Linked DNA regions of Mus musculus: region 1 is linked to region 2. The links are chromatin contacts, called in public promoter capture Hi-C maps. All regions are on one chromosome and are shown on one strand. Each heading gives the region's core, a stretch centred on a gene start, on an enhancer-like site or on the middle of the called end of the contact. The rest is flanking DNA. Distances are from core to core; before and after follow the strand shown.

Evidence for each region. Promoter capture Hi-C pulls out the DNA fragments that hold promoters and counts their contacts.
Region 1: a contact with region 2 is called in a promoter capture Hi-C map of pre-B cells, with 2.4 times the contacts expected there. The contact joins the promoter of Gjc1 here to the promoter of Ppy in region 2. A contact is called at or near these places in 2 of 39 promoter capture datasets (cranial neural crest and pre-B cells) and 1 of 115 datasets of contacts at active chromatin or transcription factors (pancreatic cancer cells).

What each region holds. Positions count from the first base shown.
Region 1 is chr11:102,817,749-102,820,476 of GRCm38.p6, forward strand. Gjc1 (gap junction protein, gamma 1) reads right to left here and starts at 1,411. Exons shown (of 3, transcript NM_001159382.1): 1 at 1,222-1,411.
Region 2 is chr11:102,100,020-102,102,758 of GRCm38.p6, forward strand. Ppy (pancreatic polypeptide) reads right to left here and starts at 1,300. Exons shown (of 4, transcript NM_008918.2): 1 at 1,247-1,300; 2 at 502-692; 3 at 147-264; 4 at 1-47. The coding sequence starts at 692. The coding sequence ends at 153.

The DNA.
Region 1 (2,728 bases), core at 161-2,660, 720 kb after region 2:
GCAATTTTTAACAAAAACTCACAATTAATTTAGTTACAAGCTAAGCAATCAAATTCGTGGGGCCTTTTTTGTTTCTCTTTGTTTTGCATTTTTTGCTCTGAAAAATACCTGCAAACTGTTTACAAGGGGGAAGGATTAATCCCCAAATTACATTATTAATCCTCTTCCTACAGTTACTCATGTACTACAGACAAAATGATTTCTGCCTAACAGAACTAAAGTCTTTCGTTTACAAGGCTTTTTGTACAGCGCTTTCACATATATCCACTTGTAAGGGTGCACAACAAAAGCAATAACTTTTAGACTTAAGACACATACAAGATAACTTATCCAGAATTTGGTCTACCTTGAGTTCCTCGATTGCACCTAGTGTGGACGAGAACAAAATAAAGCCCGAGCACAATGAAATCTGTGGCGTTGCCAGTCCCCGAGGACCAAAAGGAAAATGTCTTCAAATGACAAAAACCAAACTCATCCCACTTCGCAAAAGAAAAGCAATCCCAAATAATCCGCAAAGCGGGGACCGGCGGGGGAGGACCCCAAATTCTAAACATGGGTCATGTAAATCTTTTCAACTCGAAACTCCAAACGCGGCAGCCAGCCCAATCACAGCATTAGCGCCTCCTCTCTATTTTCAATCTGGAGACTCAACGAAGAACAATTAAAAAAAAAAAAAAAAAGGCCACAGCAGAGCTCCAAAGTTTTCCGAAGTGAGAATAAAGTCATCTCAAGTAAAGAAAAGGCGTCCAGCAAGAGGCGACGGGCCGGGTCCTCCCGCCAGCCCCTCTCCCGCTCCGCAGCGCTCGAACCAAACCTCCAGTAAAAAAGGGGGGAAAAAGAAACCTCCGAGGGGGACAGAGGACCCGCCGGAGCCCGCAGCACGCCGCCGAAGAGCGGCCCAGGCCGTCAGACAAAGACGAGCCCGCCCAGCGCCAGCCCGGCCGGGTCCCCCAACCGCCCCGAGGAGTTGCGGGAGCACCGCCGCCCGCTCCCGGCCCGCCCGAGCCGTTTCCCTCCCAATTTGGGAACCGCGCGCCTGGGGACAAAGAGGGCGGGCGCGCCGGCGGCGGGACGCGGGTGGCGACGCCCCTCGGGGCTCGGCGGGCGCTCCTTCCCGCCCTGCCGCCCCCAGGAACCCGGCCCGCCGCCGCCGCCGCTTTCGAGGCGCCTCAGAGTTCGCCCGGCCGCGCCCGGCCCGGGGCCCCTCAAGCCGCCGCTCACCCGGCGGTGGGCGCCCCCGAAGCCGCCTCCTCCGCCGGGCCTCGGCCCGTCCCGCCGGCCGCCGCCTCATGGGCCCCGCGTCGCCATCACCTTCGCCGCCTCGCCGCCGCCGCCACCGCCGCCGCCTCCTTCGCCTCAGCCTTCAAGCCGAGGCTGAAGCCGCTCCGGCCGCGCCCGCCGCCTCCCTCTCTCCCGCTCCCGCCGCCGGGACCCGCGGGGAGGCGCCTGCGCACTGCGTGCCGCGGTGGGGGTGGGGGCGTCCCGTCTCGGCCTGGGAGCGGGGGCGCGGCTGCACGTGCGCCTCGAGTGGGAGGGGGCGCCCGGAGCGCGCGGCCCCGCGCCGGCGCCAACTTTCCGTGACCGGCCGCGCGCGTTCCCGGGCGGTCCCGTACGCGGCGGGGCGCGCGGTGGCGGGAGGACCCCTGCGCGGGGAGCCCCGGTGGGCGGCTGACTTCGAGCGCCGCGGGCTCATTTCCTGTGGCGTGATTCCCCGGAGGAGCCGGCCAGTGACAGCGTGATGGAGACACGCCTCACCTGAGTTTCCAGGGTCGGACCGCAGAGCTCCACCGTTATCTCGTGCGCTAGGTCAGGGCCTTGGTCCAGCGGATCTCGGGATGCTCATGGCCGTTCTAGGCTCTGCTCTGCAGTTGCTCGAAAAACCTCCGGGGCTTCTCGGCCAACCATCCCCGCCTGGTGGAATCATGGTTTTTACAGGCGTTCTGCATAGTTTTGAGGTCCTGGATTTCTCGGATTAGTAAGACCCTAATAGGCCATTTCCTCTTAACTCCTTGCATCCCAGCGGGATCCCAATTACAAGACTTGAAATGCACATGGACAGGAATTCCCCTGGCCGAAACTGCGGGTTAAGAAAAGGAAAACTAGCGGGAGAGACGGCTCAGCGGCTATGCAGTTTGTACTACTGTTGCAGAGAATCTTCTACACCCACGTTGTGTGGTTCACAACCACCTGTAACTCCAGCCTCTGGAGGATCCGACTCTCTCGGGGCACCTATATCGATGTGCACATACCTACACATAGACCCAGAGACACATAATTAAAAATAATAAAAAATAAATCTTTATTAAAAAAGAAACGAGAAATTCCCCTAAATACTTTAACGAGATTGAGACTGGGTGGTGAAAGGCAGTTTACCAAAGAGATGGGAGGGGAGGGCCATTCCTGTACTCTAGAATTACAAATGGATAGGCTTTTTAAAAGTTTTGCCCCTGGACAGGGATGAAATTAAACACTAACAAGTGAGGCGACTTGTGGATCAAATTTCTCCCGAAGCTAGGTCACAGGTTGGGATGAAAAGGGATGGTCCATTGCCTACCCACACCCTCCGAAATTTTGTTTGGTTGCTATGATGTGTGTGGTTTTTTTTTTTTTTTTTTTTAGGAAAGTGCCCAAATTTTTAAATCCTTTTTTTTTTTTTTTTTTTTTGGCTTCTCTCTAAAAATCAAAGAATGTGCTCACTTTGAGCCTCATGTTTCATTTTTGATATTTT
Region 2 (2,739 bases), core at 50-2,549:
CACGGGCTGAAGACAAGAGAGGCTGCAAGTCCATTGGGCAGAGCTCCCTGTAATGAAAGAAGGGAATCATGAGGAAGGACAGTCCTTGTACCCCAAGACCTTGTTTTCCCTTACTCCGCCTCCTCTGGATCCCCCCCTTTCCACACCTGCCTTCAGCTCCAGGGCGCAGAGCAGGGAATCAAGCCAACTGGGGGGCTGGTGCAGGGGGAGAGCTGCACTCCAGGAAGTCCACCTGTGTTCTCCTCCTCGGCTCTCTTCCCATACCTGGGAAGGAAGACAGCTGGGATAAGTATAGTTCTCACTGTCAGTCACCTGCTTTGTATCCCCCACGTAGACGCTTTCCTGCCCACGGCCCATGGATCCAAGCCACTCAGAAGTATTTTTTTCTCAGAGCAGGCATTGAAGAGACTAGGGTTAAAGAGCTCTCTCTCTCTCTCTCTCTCTCTCTCTCTCTCACACACACACACACACACACACACACACACACACACACCACCCTACCTAGGCCTGGTCAGTGTGTTGATGTATCTGCGGAGCTGAGTTTCATATTGTGCCATCTGCTCAGGTGTCGCATAGTCGCCTGGGTACATTGGCTCCAGGGGGGCTCCCCAGGTCCCCTGCAGGGGCTGCAGCAGCAGAGCCACCCAAGTGGATACGAGAAACAGGGAGAGGCAGCAGTATGCGACGGCCATCTAATGAACAAGGAATCGTGGAAGCAGAACACAGCCCATCAGCAGATCCTCCTGTGTCCAAGACCTACCTGCCCAGCCACCACCTACCACACATTTCTTCAAGCCAAGCCTGGGGACAAGGGCAGACCCAGGAGCCACCAGCATCAACCACCTTCCTTCCCTAGAAAACAGGACACCTCCACATACACACCCCTCAAGCCAGCAGCCAGAGTACCCAAGCCTTGGCAACATAAAAAAACAGCAGAAGAACTAGGTATGAAGGCTGGATACACAGGACTTAGGACACTGATGGCTCTGAGGAGGCAGGAGTAGCCAGAGCTGGTGGGAACCACAGGGTGGGGGACACAGAATTAACTTGTAAAGCAAAGGGACAGAAGTCTATGACACGGTGGGTCCTGCTTTCCACTGACAGGTTTGTCCAGATGCAGAGAAAGACCCAAGGAGGACTTTAGGTCCCTTGAGGGATCCAGCCCTACGAAGCACCAATTCCGACCCTCCATCACCAGCCTCAACCCAAGGAGTCCCCAGAGGCAGGACAGAGTGAGCTCACTTACCCTGTGTGCTGAGCTAGTGAGTGTTGGGCCCAGACACCTACCTCCTGCTGGACTGTCTCCCTGTTCATGGCTGTGCCCCTTTATAGTCCTCAGCACCCCCAGAGTCCCCGCCTCCTGTCAGCCTTTCTTGCTGCCAGCCTTTAACCACCACCACCCCCCTTTTGCTCTCTGCCTGGTTTCTGAAACACGGGCACTGTGGCCAGAAACAGGAAAGCACCAGGTCAGCATTCTAGATGTCGGAGGAGCACAGAAGAAAAAACTGGACCATGACAAGGTCTCATGGGGGTCCGTATCCAGCTTTGGACACCAGAAGAGGTTTGATTCATAAATGACAGGATCCTGACATGGTAACCCAAAGGTTCTAGCCACTAGCCTCAGCATGGCCTCCCCAGAGACAACCCCAGTCGCCAATAGGCTTTCCTTGGGGTCTGGATAGAAGCTGAAGCTAGGCTTTACCCCTACCATGAGGGATGGAATTCGGGCCTTCAATCCAGCTAGATCAAGGAAGGGACAGAGATGTCTCACATCCTAAAGCCACTTGGAAGGGAGTGGAGAAAGCCATTTGATGCGTGTATCGAATGCCAGCTTAGGTCCTGTGGGCCAGGGTTCAGAGGCCACAGGGTTCGTGGGGAAGGGACAGTTCCTGGCAGCTGTTTCCTTTCCCAGCACAGAGCTCTGTCCCAGGGGAGTGCTAAAAACCAGCATCACTTATAAGCTTCAAGTTGCCCCCCAAAAAATGCCATGCTGTCGTCCCACTGAACCCCTACAAGGGAACCTATTTAACAGACAAAAAGTGGGGAGACTACCAGAGGAGGGAACGCTTGTCCAAGACTCAGGGTCAGCCTTCACTTCCTCCCCTGAGAGATTCTTCTGGTGCCACTGCGTGACAGGAGAAGCCACTTGTCCCTTTCATGTTCAGTGTCCTTTTCCCAGACAGACCTCCACCCTGCTCAAGCCAAGAGCAGTCACTGGCTCTGTTTATTTTGACCCCTGTGAAGGGAGCAAGGGCCTCTCTCTCTCCCGATGTTCTGCTCTCAGGACAGAACAAGAATCATCACCGCGGGCTCTGGGAACGCAGGAAGTGAGAGGGGAGAAGGTGACAGCAGGCATCTGTCCTGATAAGGTTAGAGGTCAGATAGGCCTAGCTCCAATTGAAGTCCGCGTCACTGCCCTCCTGTTGGGAGCATGATCCAATTAGAGCTCCTAGGGTTCGATTTCTTACTCTGTAAGGTGGGCTCATTGCATCCATCCCCAGACTTGAAGAATCAAAGAGCCTTTTCCTCTCGGCTCTCATTTAAGGTAGCAAGAAGAGCACCAGCCGCTCAAAGTAAGTAGAGTTCATTTCTCAGCGATCCTGGCCCCTTCTCTGGGCTCAGGTTTCCCACTATGCAAAACCAGTGGCTAGTTCCGACTCGAGCCTCATGGCTGCCACCAGGGGGCGCCTGGCTCCGGCGCCGGTTTTAAGGATCCGGGTTTCCAGGGGCTCTAAACCT